Linked DNA regions of Mus musculus: region 1 is linked to region 2. The links are chromatin contacts, called in public Hi-C maps. All regions are on one chromosome and are shown on one strand. Each heading gives the region's core, a stretch centred on a gene start, on an enhancer-like site or on the middle of the called end of the contact. The rest is flanking DNA. Distances are from core to core; before and after follow the strand shown.

Evidence for each region. A called contact is a pair of places that touch in the nucleus more often than the background predicts.
Region 1: a contact with region 2 is called in a Hi-C map of muscle stem cells, with 2.2 times the contacts expected there. The contact joins two enhancer-like sites. A contact is called at or near these places in 1 of 39 promoter capture datasets (hippocampal neurons), 3 of 484 Hi-C or Micro-C datasets (muscle stem cells, myocytes and uterus) and 5 of 115 datasets of contacts at active chromatin or transcription factors (embryonic basal ganglia, embryonic forebrain, embryonic hindbrain and 2 more).

The regions. Positions count from the first base shown.
Region 1 is chr7:36,687,528-36,694,305 of GRCm38.p6, forward strand. The region is part of intron 1 of Gm36722 (zinc finger X-linked protein ZXDB-like); the gene reads right to left. Among named protein-coding and RNA genes, the nearest start is that of Tshz3, 7.2 kb to the right of the region's middle. Within about 2 kb of position 3,199, at least 17 of the 459 cell types and tissues checked have an H3K27ac peak or open chromatin away from gene starts, as enhancers often do. A contact at or near this core is called in muscle stem cells, where this site is marked.
Region 2 is chr7:36,480,193-36,487,869 of GRCm38.p6, forward strand. No RefSeq gene overlaps it. Among named protein-coding and RNA genes, the nearest start is that of Gm38992, 59 kb to the right of the region's middle. Within about 2 kb of position 4,544, at least 3 of the 459 cell types and tissues checked have an H3K27ac peak or open chromatin away from gene starts, as enhancers often do. A contact at or near this core is called in muscle stem cells, where this site is marked.

The sequences.
Region 1 (6,778 bases), core at 1,949-4,448, 210 kb after region 2:
GTGAGCTGCCATGTGAGTGCTGTGAAATAAACCCAAGCTCTTTGGAAGAACAGCCAGTGCTCTTAACCATTGAGCCATCTCTCCAGACTCTGTGTGTGTGTGTGTGTGTGTGTGTGTGTGTGTGTGTGTGTGTGTATCAGAGGCAGGGATGTCACTGTCTAACATTTATCTGTGACTCAGCTGTAGAGCACCTGCCTCACCTGTTCACGGCCCTCTGTTCATGCTCAGCAACCATCACCCCTCAAAAAAAAAAAAAAAAAAAAAAAAAAAAAAAAAAAAACAGAGAGAAAGAAACTGAAAAGAGAAGAGTTGAGGATTTGGGTGGAATTCACCTATAGCTGAATAATTAAGGAACAGCTGCATCCTCAGAACAAAGTGACCTTTTCATCAAGTTACAAAACATTAAAGGTTAAAGAATGTTTGAAAGGAAGTTAATACTTTTAAAAACACTGGAAAAATTGAAATCTGCTCCAAGGCCTGACCAAAACTGAGAGGAAAGTGCCAGGTGGTCCTTGGGAGCCTCAGCCAGTTTAGCTTTAGCTCAGAACCATGAATGAAGCTGCCTCCTCCTCTTCCTCTTCCTCCTCCTCCTCCTCCAGAGCCGGGAAGCAGGGCTTGTAACCCATGATCTCACTGCACCTGAGCTCAGGAGAGGAACCCCCTTAGCAGGCTGCTCCTAATTGCAGTCTTGGAGCCATACTCCTCTCTCACGAGGAGAGCAAATCAATGGGAGTGTCAAATTCTCCCAGCTTCTATTTTCCATCTGACCTGGATGGTGCAAATTCCACTTGCCGCTAACAGGGAAAATAGAAATATCATCGCAGCGCAGCACTTCCTCTAATGAGTGTGTAGAAAGGTCTGAGGGAACCTCCTTATCAGCCCCTGCAAATGCCCCGCTCTTCCCCCAACTCCCTCTTTCTTCCCTTGCCCTGCCCCACACCTGCTCACTCTTGCTTGTATCCTTTGTCTGTCTTCGAGGTCTGACCCTGTGACTATCATTCTCATGCTGGCTTTAGGGGCACCACCATGGGATGGTTGACTAGTGTGTACCAGGCTCTGCAACAAGGCAACAGCATGCTTGCAGAGAGGGCAGCCCCAGAGAAGCAGCAGCTAGATGCCTCTCTCACATCCTAGACTGAGCTCACCAGAAGTTTGGGGATGGCTCCCATTTTGATTAGGAAGTTTTCTCCTTAGGTCCCAGGTGCTTCAGTTACTGGGTGAGTTGTGGGCCAAGTATCCAACCTCCATTACTAATACCAAAGCTTGCACTCACATGCCAGGAACAGGTGTGATGTGTATGTGTGAAGAGTAGGCCTTCTGTGTGCATGATGTCTTCCTAAGAGGAACTGAATGGCTCGTTCAGAGGACGTGAGGCTCTGGACTGGGGGCTACAGAGTCACCCTCTGTGTTCCTACCTGTCCACGTAGCTGTTTGCATTTATGGAAAGGATCACGTGACAAACTTCAATGCTGGAGGGTGATCAGGACCCACTGAGGGGGGCTCGTCTTTCCTGGCCCAGAGATGAGGCCTGAGAATAACCAAGGAAGGACTTCCTGAGACACAGTCAAAAATGACCCAGCCTGCCAAGTATAGGCACATCTCTTCCCAGGCCCTTCCTTGTGGGAATTCTGACCAAGCATGCAAGCTAGCAGTAAGAGAAAATGTCCTTTTATATCTGGACCAAACTTGGCTACCAGCTGTGTTACATTATGCATCCCCCCACTGGGCCGAAGATCAAAATCTCCTCTCTTTGGCTAACACCCCTTAAGACCCTGAATGACAGAAACAGCCCATGCATTAGTCACCTCGTGTTGGACATGCAGATAAAACCTGCTAAGTGATCCAAAATCAAAATCAACTCTCTCCCATATTTGTATCGGCAACTAATATTTTTCCTTGGGTTAGCCTACAGCTCAGGTTAGCCCCACATTCTGAATCCTCCTACCTTAGATTTCAGAGTGCTGGGATTGTAAACTGTAAGACAGCAAGCCGAGACTATTGCTTGGTGTCCTTACAGTTCTCGAGCCAGCCTGGAGCCAGGCTCTGCTAGGCTCTGACCCTCCCAGAGAGCCTCCTTGGTTGGTGGCCAGGAAGGACAGCTGTAGTTAACTGACTTCTGCTTAGCATGTCGAGGGGAGAAATGCTTAAGGGGACTCATGCCACTTCTTAAAGACCCTTGTGGCCTGGAGAAAGAGCTGGGAATTAAGCGTTGTCTAGGGCAACTAGGCCCATCTCTAAGCCTTGTGATGGGAGAGGGGTGAGAGTGCTTATCATTCCATAGCAGACTACAGAAACAGTACTACCCTTCAGGCTAAGGCTGGCACACAGTAGGAAGGCACTGCAGAGAGACCCCCATACATTCGTATGAACTGAGTCAGGTCTCCCACGCGGGAGCCAGACCAGAAGATGGGCTCGCTAGGTTCCTGAGAAGACCAAGAGTCCCTGGCCACCAGTGGTACCCCTATTTAAAAGCTAGTTCCCTTTATATCCTCTGGCATATCCCATGTAGGGTTTCCATTTACTGACTAGTAATTTATAAGTTCCCATTTGTACATACTCAGAGTGCTGCCTTGAGCCTGGGTGCTTTCTCCCTTAATATCCCTGACCAGATGAGTTCTGCCTGCTGAGGCTCCTACCAAGATCTAGGCAGAGCCTGTGTCTCCACTCCCAGGAGCAAAGCCACAGTTGGTGTCCTGTGAAATCTCAGGCCTGATGAAAGTTGAGAGTCTAACATAGCTCTAAACTAGGTTACCTTCCCTACCTGTTGGTATGGAATCTTTCCCCTCATGGCAGCTTAGATCTATCTGCTCCAGAATTTTAGTATTGGGAAGACTGCTGTGGTCAGAGGGCCAACACAGCAACCATATTATTAGAAAGGGTCTAGGGCTCCCCTAAATTGCTGAGTCTCTATCTGATTCTGCAATCCTGCTGATTTAAGTGCAAGAGAGATAGAGGCTCTAAGACATTCCTAATCCACTTGGCCAACCCTAATGCCTTCCAGTGCCCAAGAGCACCTGTAGAGTGTTACCTCCCTTCCCCCCAAACTCTCCCACCCTCCTCTCCCAGAAGGGCCACGCTTTGTCCCGCCTCTGGGGGGCGCTAAAGGAGAGGTGGCAAGGCCAGTTTCTGCTCCTGCTCAAAGGGGGAGCCCCAGGGACTTCACCACACTCCCACCCCCCGCGTGCCTAATTTGAATATTTCATTGGCTGCCGCCAGTCTGGTCAATTTATCATGCAAATGCGGGTGCCCTCCGCGCCAGAGAGGAGCCACCGCCCGCGCTGGAGAGCGGCGCCCGATTGGTGGCGCAGACAGCGGCATTTGTAATGTTTTTCTTTGGGCATTAGAGTCATTTACCAATGCCATCGCGGGAACTCTAGGCAGTGCATCACAAGCCACTTAAAGGGTTTTATTGGCAGCTTTGAAACTTCTTAACATGTTCTTTTGTTTTAAACCAGGTGTCGACCAGAGGCTGACCTTTTTCTCACCCTCTCCCCTCCACCCCAAAAGCCAGGAACCTCGCAAACTGCTTAGTTCCCTCAGAAATAGTGCATAGGGTGGTGCACTTGGGAAGAAAACAAAACAAAACTCATAGATTCAAAAGGAATGCCCTGAGAATTTTTATGACGGTCAAGGAATGACTCTTCGAAAGAGAGAACAGAGCAGAAAAACAGAAAGGGAAAAAGAAGGAAGAACGCTCAAGAGACAGAAGGCAAACAACAGCTAAGACAAAATTTAGTAAGAGCGTCTGTGCAGGGTGTTCGTAGATCTTTAGTTCTTCTAGGTAGAAGAGCCCTGGGGCCAGATACCACTTGCATACGCGCCGCCTCATACCCCATGACCTTCTAGCACCCAAAGGTCCAAATACAAGTGATATTTACTAAGTTTCAAAACAGATACAAGAGAAAAGAATAAAGCTCCTTGCCCCTCTTTACCTGCCCCCATTCAGTGCTGCGTTTGGTCTTCCCTGTTTGGGAAGTGGGAACAGTCACAACACCATCTTGAGTTAGACAGAAGAGAGGAGCGATGTAGGAAGAGAGAAAGGGGAATGAGATTTATCGTGGTCTGGGAACTCCCCTATCCAGTTATTGAGGTCATCTTGTTAGGAAGGTGGGCTCTATTTGGTCCTCAATGACGCAGTGTTTTGACTGATGGGACCTTGTCCCCCCTTTATTCGAAGAGCGGAAGAACTAAAGAGCCGAGTTCACACCAGCACCGGGTCACTAACATCCGCGAGCTCCCGCCACCGCGCGGGAGCAGGTGGGCATCTCCCACATCCCCATCAGCAAAGAAGTAGCCATTCCTGGCCAGGGGCGAGTCTCACTCTTGGCCAAGGGTGAGTCTCTACGTGGCCAGCATCAGCTATCTTGAATATAGGTTTTGTTTGGTTTTTAAATGTCCAAATGGTTTCTATAAATATATTTCACTCAGTGGAGTTGGAGCGAGAGCATGCAATGATGTAGGGGGGATTTGGAGAAAATTCTCCCTTAGAACCCAAGTCCGAAGGTAGGAGTCTGACCAAAGGGCATTTTCCTTGGAAACTCTGCTCTTGAAAGGAGCTTAAAGCAGCTCTGTCCTGTTAAGACCGAAGTACAAAGACTTTCAGTTTTCTCCATTTAACCGGCGATCTCCAAAAAGTTTTCCCGTAACTTCGGTAAACGAATGAAAAAACATTTCGGAAGAAAACGGAGGTATTTGAAAATAGGGCTGGGGGAGGGAAGAAGAGATGGGGGACTGGCACAGTGGATAACGAAGCTGCCTGGCTTACGCCTAGACCCAACCCCACCCAAGATCATCTCCTGTCCCTCTGCTGTTAGGTTTAGTTTCTGTTGAGATTTTCTTTAAGCTAACTGCCCAGGAATCTAGGATGGGGAGTGGGGATGAAGCAAAAGGAAGGGGAAGCAGCAGGCACCAGCTTTCTTGGGGGATGGAAAGCTCTACCTCTGGGATTTATAACCAAAGTCCTCGCTAATCTAGTGAACTAGCTTCCAACCTGCCCCATCTGCATCCCGGAATCCCGGGACTGATCACCCGCAGCCAGGCTACCTGGGAAGCCCTACAGCCCTTTTGCTTTTAAGTCAGAGTTCAGCTAAAAACCCACAGACTTGCACTGGCCATGTAGTCAAAGTTGGGTCTTTTCTTCTGAGTCCCAAGACATAAGAAATTAGCAAACTAGATACGATACCAGGAGGGGGATGGAAGTGTGTGCCTGCATATGTGGCTGTGTCTTCCTGTGTTGGATTTGGGAGGTGCTTATAATTCTTGGTTTTGCATAAAGCCATTCTCTTCCTTTTCTTACACGACTGTCGCCCACCCTTAGTCTCATTCTCCTTGCACCCTGATACAGCTCTCCAGAAGCTGGAGAGAAGTGGCATTAATCTACCTAATCCACCGCCCTGATTTTCAAAGGTTTATTTCAAGTTCAAACTGTAAACGTTCTTGGGGAGAATTTACAAACAAAACATCTGGTTTCTTAAAACAAAGCTACCAGGAAAAAGAGAAACAAACTTTCCCTGCTGTGAGAAAGTACCTTTAGCAAACAGGCTAAAGCCTGACTCAGGCCCTCCTAACCTCAGGCTCTGGCAGGGACTGAAGCCCAGTGCCAGGTTGAGGTAGTAATGTTAGGACTCATGGCATTTTTCCACCACTGCCTAACCCAGAAAAGTGAGGGGGAAAAAAGCAGGTCCATTAGGCTTCTGACCATTTCAGGCTGGAGATGAATTACTCCTGGGGCCTCTTGTCAGGGCGCAACCCTGGGTTGTTGCCAAAGGCCCATGCTATCACCAAAGTCTCCCAGAGTCCTTGTCCTTCAAGATGATCCTTCCACGGACTCAGCATGTACCCCCGTCTGAGGTCAGACTTTAGGCTGAGAGACACCAGCCAGCCCTAGCTCCAGGTCCTGGAATGATGGCATTCAGGATTTTTTTCTTCTAGGTGGGCACTCAACTAAGAGACACTCCAGCCTTCCTAGGACCAGAAGGGCTGTCATTTAGCGGCCATCTAGAATACAAACTTGTCTGCCTCCAGGCATAGCCAAGCCACTACATCCCATCATACAACTGTAAACAGTATACTGGGCAGTGGGGGCAGGGGGCTAGACTCCTTGCACCTCAGAACACTGTTTTGAGCCATGTCTCTAATTGGTATACCTCACCCTCAAGGGGCTCAGGCTAGCCAAGGTGGATGAAACTTATGATAAACGGTCCCAGGAATGGAAACCCAGGGCTCAAAATTGGAAAAGCTTGGTAGGGTGTTTCACCCCTGACCTAGACAACTCTCTCTGGGAGTCTTCTGGAGATTCAGCAGGAGGTAGAGGACCTCTGAGTCTTAGATGCAGTCTCAGGGGTGGTCAAGATTGCCTCTTTGGCTCTTGGGAACGTTGAAGGGGTCATAATCTGACCACCCAGTTTCAAGGTGAGTCTCCTGACCGAGATGCCAACTCTCAGTTTCCCCCATGGGCTGGCACTGAGTGTTTGGATGTTTCTCTTTATTCATCTCCTTCCTTCCTCTGTCTATTTTTAGGGGTTTAAGAAATTATTCTCAGAAACGCGGCACCTCCCAAAGGTAGACGTATTTAACTTAAGACATTTACTACCCAGCATAATTCAAAGTGGACCAGAAGTTCCTAGGTACTTGCACAGACACTGAAAACCCATTGTTGCTTTTTAAAAAGATAACCGCGTCTCTGTGAAGAGTAGAGGGAACGATTTCTACATAGTAGATCTTTCACAGAATTCTATATCCTCTACCATGCTCAGGCTTTTCCGCCCTCTAGTAGAGT
Region 2 (7,677 bases), core at 3,294-5,793:
TGAAACAAGTGGCTTATGTGATGGAGTCTTTTTCATTGTCTTCCGCCCTAAGTGGAGGCAGTTATTAAGGACGAGAGAAGGATTTAATTGTGTTTCTATGTGTGGCTGACCCAGGTGGAGCAGCCAGCAGACTGATGAATTCATCTCCTCCCTAGGCTCTGGGTCCTCCTTGGGTATTCTAACAGCAGACTCAGTTCATGCACACAGGGTCCCAGTGGCTTGTGGGAAAGCAATGCACCCTGCCATTCACCCCTTGATTTATCTCTGACTTGAGCTTTTATTAAAATGTCCCCACAGACAAGAGGGGGGCCAGGGTGGATAATCATAGATAACAGCCAGTGGGTCCAGGTTGCATTGGAGCTGGACCAAGCTCTCCTTTTATCGACTCTGAATGCTGAATGAATCACTCAGATTTATATGGAGGCGGAAGCTGCACGAGGTCCACATCAGGGCAAAATAGGGTTACAATTCAATAAAATGCACGCGATGCTTTATTGACTAATGAACCTACCGTGTGGCCAACTGCGGTATTTTACTGTCGTGGACTGTAACTGCCTGGCAATTACATTGTGAGTGTTTGCTAAAGACGCGCCTGTCTTTTCCTAGATCTTGAAACAGGTTCAGCTCTGGAGGAAACAGGTCGCACACCTTCCTCGAGTCTTCTGGGGACGGAATCGAGGCGCTGATGAAACAGTGCAAACAAGTAGAGGCAGCTATTTTTAAATAAGCTGTTATTATTGACTAACAGAGGTTGCTGCGGGTGGGAGGACAAAGCCTTGCGGCTGAGAGTTGCTGCAAGAGACTTCAACCGGGAGCCGCTAATGAGAGCTAGAGAGGCACCCGCTTCGTCTTCTCGGAGAAAGAACCAGCATCAGCGGCGGATGTGCCTGGCCATGCCCTCTTCATTCCTGCCAGTCCCCACACATTTTACCATGTCACCGGAGAAGGTGAAGAGGTCACGGACACCGGGCTTTAAATGGCAGAGATGGTGGCTATTTGCTGATAATCAGGAACATTTTCTGCTAAATATGGATACTTGGTGTGATCACGGCTGTAAGCGTCCCTGCTTCCAAAGGATGCTCCAAGACATACAAACAGATCCCGATGCATGGGTGACCTCCAGAGTGACTGCAACACACACATACGTGCATACGTAGATGCACAAGTGCACACAGATACACACACACACACACACACACACACACAGAAACACACACACAGGTTTGCTCCTGATTATTCTGTGCCTCCAGAAGGGTAAAATGAGGCTGTGATATTGATCTTATCACCAGAATCTTATGGATGCAGAGGAGAGGATCAGGACTTGAAACTTCTTCAATACTCTGCTCTGAACAGCAGAGCCCACTGACCAGTACAGTGAGCCAAGAAGGTCTCCTCCCTAACCTGCTCCTTGTCTGTATAATACCAGTTGCGATCTAGAGGGCCCTAGTGTGGGGCTGTGCTGGGGAGGAGCCGAAGACACACATTACTTAAAAGCTAGTTGAGAAATGATTCATGACCCATTGTTTCTCCTGATTATTTTTAAACCAACAAATTCCACTGAATGTATTTATGTTGTTCATAAATGCCTAGGAATGATCTAGAAAGAGCCATGCCGACCCAAGAAGAATATGCCATACAGCCCTCACACAGAGTCAGGAACTGTTATGAACATACTCTGTATTTTAATAAGCCTGTGACATTCACAGCAGCCCTATGCGGCAGTTGACCATCTTTAGGATGGAGAAGGGAGTTAAAGTTCAGAGAGGTGAAGTCACTTGTTCAAGCTTACATAGCACGGAGACAAAATTCAAATTCAGCTCCAGGAGCCAGAGTTTACAGTCTGTGCCTACAGCCTCCTAACATTTGTTTTTCTGTCCTGAGGACCTAAGAGGGGCTAATGTCAGTGATCAAAGGGAACACTAGATCAATCGTTCATGTCTTCACTGTTAACTAGGAGCATAATCACTCACACCGTGTCATAAGTCAGGGTGCATCCATCCTGACCGCCGTGGCCTGCTGTCAGAGCCTGCGTTCAACTTGGTGATTCCATCAATTCGGCACCATCACACCACGTCAGCTGCTGTGGGAGGAGAGGAGAGCAAAGAGGCCTGGCATGTAAGTGCCATGTTCTCTCTGCACATCAGCCACACAGCACGCACTGTACCCACCTGTGAAGGAAAACCACCCCAGCACACGGAGGGTCTGGCTCAGCGTGTTTGATGCCATTCCCCTGTCACTCAGACACAGTCATTTAAATACTGTGGCAGACTGATCCTGCTGACTCAAAAGTGCTGATTGAAACTTCAGTGAGCTTAGTTGTCTTACAGTTTTGTTTGCATTTAACTTGCACATTCATGTGGCTAGCTTCTGGGGACTAATTCCAAGCTGGAGTGGCATGGAAGGTAGAGAAGACCTGGAGACTTGCCTGACCCCGTGCTTTCTCCATGGTGACATCAGGGCAAGCATCCCTAAAGGCAGCTGACCCCTGATCTTCTCCTTGCCCTCTTCCATGGTTGGTCTGTATGCCTCCCCTTGGGTCAGCTGTTGTCCCAGGTAGGACTTACTGTGGTTTCTCTTTGGGTCCATCCCTCCTCTAGTGTCCAGCCTTCATTGGTATCATAAAAATACATCTTATTAAGGCAATTGGAAAGTTCGCTTGTGGTGGATTCAGTGCTGTGTTGATGCTGGTGTGTAGTGTGAAAGGGTCTGATACACAAATTGAACTCAGTGGGTTTAATAAACAGAATATAAAGTTGTGTGGGGAGGGGGAAGAGGAATGTAGAAGGCAGGGCCCGGGGAGGCATGGGGATGAATATGATCTATACACCTTGTGTGAGTGTATGAATTCCTCAAAGATTAATGAGAAGATTCATTTTAAGGAGTCTTGAGGAGACAGACAAAGACAATCTCAAGATGGAATTTCAGTCACTCCAGGACAGGAGGAACAGGACGCATTTGTAACCATGTATCAACTTCACCTTTGGGGACATGATGTGTTGGAGGCCTTAGCTGGCACCCCTGTCCTGAGATGGACCATTTCCAAGGAAAGGACATTATGGGAGAGGTAGGCACAAGAAGGAAAGGGAGCTGTGGGGGTCTGGATGCCAAGGACCTCTCTGTGGCATGGCTCCTGTACCCGAGGTCCCTTCTTGCTTGGGAGGAAAGCTCAAGGATGTGGCTATGGCCTCTGCACTCCCCCTTGTTTCCTCTTGGCAGCTGCTTTCTCAGTAATAAAACAAAGACTTTAAAAAACGTGTATGTAGGGTCTTCTCGAGAATGAGAACCACAGGACCCAGGTTAACCGTCCTAACTTCCAAGAGGGACCTCATTTCCAGGGCTCTTTCCTCCTGACACTCAGAGGGCCCCTTAGGAGTGAAGGCACATCCCTGAGCTCACTAGCAGGAAGGAAGTCCTCCCTCACTGCCCTACTTCACTGCCAAGCCAACTGGGAGATATCTAGCTGTGTGGAGGGACCAATTTGCCTCACCGAAACTCCAAAGCCAGATCCCAGAGCTGGGGCCATAACGGGAATTTGTGACACTCGGTGGGGAACTTTAGATCCATAAACCATAGACAATATGTAGTTGCTCATCTGTGACAGACATAATAAGGATAATCGTCACTTAATAAGTAATCCAAGGCTAATTAAATGTTACTAATATCCGTTGCAAACATCTCTCTCTCTCTTTTTTTCCTCTCACAGTTCAGAGCATCCTCCTGTACTAAGGGCTGTAGGAGAAGCACATGTACACAGAAAAAGTGAGAAAAACAGAAGGAAAAAAAAGGCCTATCTCCCGGAGATGGGACACATGAATGACTTTCTTCTTGGAAGACTCTTCAGTGACTATAGAGACAGCTGGGATTCAGAGCCTGAGGAGCAGGCACACTAAATGGTCTACCTGTCGACCTCTGCAGGTTTCTGGTCAATGCAGTAAAGTACTAGCCCCGAGGGCCTGCCTATATACAGGGGCCATGTCTGATTGGCTCACCTATCTGTGTAGGGCACCAAGCCAGAGTTCAGCACAATCCTATTCCTCTATGCCAGGGGACTTGACTCTGACACAGGGACTCTCTCTGGGGTGAGGTGATGTCATCACGGCTGTCCAAGCTCTGAGCTAATTTCCCAGCTGCTGAAAAGGTTGGCTGCTCAGAGTGGGCGACTGAATTTTTCTCAGAAATGGATCAAAGCTACTTTCTGAAGCTCATGTCCTTCTCCTCCGGGGACAGCCCTCTGTCTGTGACCTGGTAGAGCAGATGGAAAAACGCAGGACCGCTCCTGAGGTCTGTCCCTGGTCTTCATCTGTCTAGGTTTCTATAACACAAACACCTTAGGCTGATGAACTGGCAAACAACAGAAGTTTATTTCCCAAGGTTCCAGAGATTGGGAATAGTCCATGCTGGAGGCTGGGGCAGATTTCATGTGCATTTAAGAGTGTTCTTTCTGACCCGTCCATGGCCATCTTCCTGCTATGTTTTCATGTGCTCGATGGTTGAGGGAGCCCTCTGGGATCTCCTTGTTAGCAGCTTCAGTTTCACTTATGAGCTAGCTCTCCATCATCATGAGATAGTCACCTCTCTAACCACCCAGATTTTTACCATGTCACAATGACAGAGGGGTGGGCAGAGGCAGGAGCACGGTCCACAGCGTATCCAGATCTCCACACAACATCAGCTGAGGCCTCAGCCATGACTACATCCCAGTTCAGCCCTTCCTCTGTTCTTTGCCCCTCCCTTCGTTTTGCTGTAACTCCAAGGGCTCTCTTTTCCAAAGGACACTTGTCTGCAAAGCTGGAGCACACGGTGTGTGTTCCTAAGCGTCTTTATTTCGGGTGTTCAGAGGGAGCACCTGAGGGGTAAGAAGGAGTGTTCACACCCAGGAGTGTTCACACCCAGCCTTCTACCCCTTGTTGCTGCTATCAGGGATTCTAGAAGCAGATCCTTCCCGGGAGACTTGTGGAACATGGTGTAAAAGCGTGCTCTGGGTGCAAGTCTGCTAAGAGCTGCAGAACAGGGCTAGAGGGAAGCCAGCAGGACATGGTCTGCATGCCTCATAGATTCAGAGCAACCAAGAGGATCTTAGGATCATGGGGTACAGCCTAGGAAAAATTTCTGACCTTTTAGACAAGTCATTGCCTGGCTATGCACTCACTATCTCATAAGAGAGAATGGGACATAGTAAGCCAGACTGCAGCTATCGTTAATAGAGGTACTCTGTTTTGCTCTAGATGTGACTCATAACTGTACCCATAAGCTATCCCCACACTCACTGCATCTTGGAGACAGAGGCATGGATGCTAGAGAGCGTCTGAGTGGGGATCAACAGTATTTTCTGCACTGCTGCCTATGAGGCCAGAGAAAAACCTCATCTCTATGAGCTATGCCCACTCTGGTTCTGGGGACTCAGTTCTAGAGGACCCTGCCTTGAGTACTGGATACATCTTTGGTGGTTGTTCTAGTTATTTTTATTTCAATTGCAATGATAAACTTTATAGCCAAAAGCATCATGGGGAAGAAAATGTTTATTAGGCTTGGAGGTTATTGTCCATCATCTGTCACTGAGAGAAACTGAGGCAGGAACTGAAGCAGATCATGGATGACTTCTGCTTCCTGGCTCGTGCCCTCTATCTTGCTCAAACACCTTCTGTATAAAGCCCAGTCCCATCTGCATGGGGTGCTGCTGCCCACGGTGGCATGGACCTTTTCCACATCAGTTGACAAGAGACATTGCCTCACCCACAAGTCCACAGCCCAGTCAATTCCTCAACTCATGTTTCCTCCTCCCAGGTGTGTCACGTTGACAATGGACACTATAAAAGTCTCGAAATCACAGACCACTTTGAATAGGGATAATAGTGACATCATTTGTTATGTCATTATACGGCGTGTTTCCTCTCCACACTCTCTTCTTTCTAACCACATTGAAGTAAGAAGAATGGCATTACCATGCCAGTTCACAGATGGGAAACACTGAGCTGAGCTGGGCTCACACATAATAGAGCAGCAGTTCAGAGTCCCGGAGGCAAGGTAAAGGCTCCTGGAGTACACATAACAGAACTGTCCTCATCGTGTGTATGCAGGGTGAAGCTTGTGAGATGATGTATAGAGTCTCTGCTCTCATCCATCCTGTCTTGAGCTTGGGACAGCCCATCCCAGCATCCTTAGAGATCCAATACCCACATGGGTTGGGCACTCTCTGCCGGCCTATCGCATCCTGAGCTGTATCCAACTGTATCCTCTCTTCCTTCTTATTTCTGTGCCTCAAATATCAGCTCATGTTGGTTTTTGAATTATCATTATGGCTTTAGTACCTGGTACCTCTCCCTGCCTTCTGTCTCTTTTCAGAGCTCCAGTTCTTGGAAGGATGTTGGCTCAGCTTATACTAAATCCTAACCACAGAAGAGGTTGTAGATTGCTGTACTTGAAGGTTATTCTGATGACAGTACTGTGGGCAGGACATAAATGCAAAATGGTGGCTTTCCCTTTATACACTTGTGCGTAGGGCAGGCTCCACACAACCAAGTATTAGAGCTTAGGAGTCCAGAGGAAGATAGATTAAGTTTCCGTCCTGTCCATGATTCCGAGACTCAAACTATTCCCTCAGAAATAAGCAGAGAAGACAGAAACTGACCGTCTGCATGGTAATCCATTAGTGGAAATGCTTCCCATGGCCCCTTCTTTCCATATCAGCCAACCAACTGCACATCTTCTATAGTACATGCTTGACACAGCTTCCATGAACACTCAGATTTCTATGGATTGCAGTGAAGGATATGGTGTATGCATGTCATCTGCCATTGTGGGGAGTGAGCTTTAGAGATGGAGAAGGAGAAGGAAGGTGGGGCTTAAAGGGCACCAGGTGTGATGTCAGAAGACGTGCTCTGTGATGTTGACATTGGAGTGAGGGTCCATCTATGCTGCTGCTCCTTGTCTGAAATCTGGGCACAGTGATGCTATGGGACTCCCATGAAGTTCTGGAAATGGGTTAAGAGCATGCTTGTGAACACTGACCATGCTTGTAGATGCATTATGCATATGTGTAAATGTGCATTATGTATAGATGCATGCACTCATGTGAATATGTATGCATGTGTTGATATGCACCACATGTGTGAATGTGTGTGGATATGCATTTGTGAATGTGTACATGGATGACTGCTTGAATTTGTGTGGATGTAGGTATGCATGCATGCATATGAAGGTATGTTGTACCTGTGTGTGATACACATGTGCATATATGTGTGTGCTGATGTATAGGCATGTGAGTGCAGATGTAGATGTGGATTTGCATGCAGGTATGTGCATGCATGTGCATGTGTGTATAGAGGTAGATGAGAGTGTTTATGCATGTGTATATGTGTAAAGGTGAATGTGTGTAACTCCAGCGCCCTGATCTGTAGGGCTTTTGCTACAGAAGGCTTAAGGGCTGTCCTCTGTCCTGTCTGGCCTTTGACTGTCCATGCCCCTCCAGGCGTCTTCTCTTGCCATACACACCCAGGGCCCCATTTACTTCTGCCTCCTTCCCTCTGGGTCTGAATCCTGCAGCTAGACATGGCCCTTCTACTTACATTTTTCTTTCTTTCTTTTCAGAACTACCCCACCCCCCTCAGAGTAGAAGGGAGCCGTGCCTCACTTCCAACTCTCTCATACACAGTAGCTTGTTTTATGACTTTGTTTTAA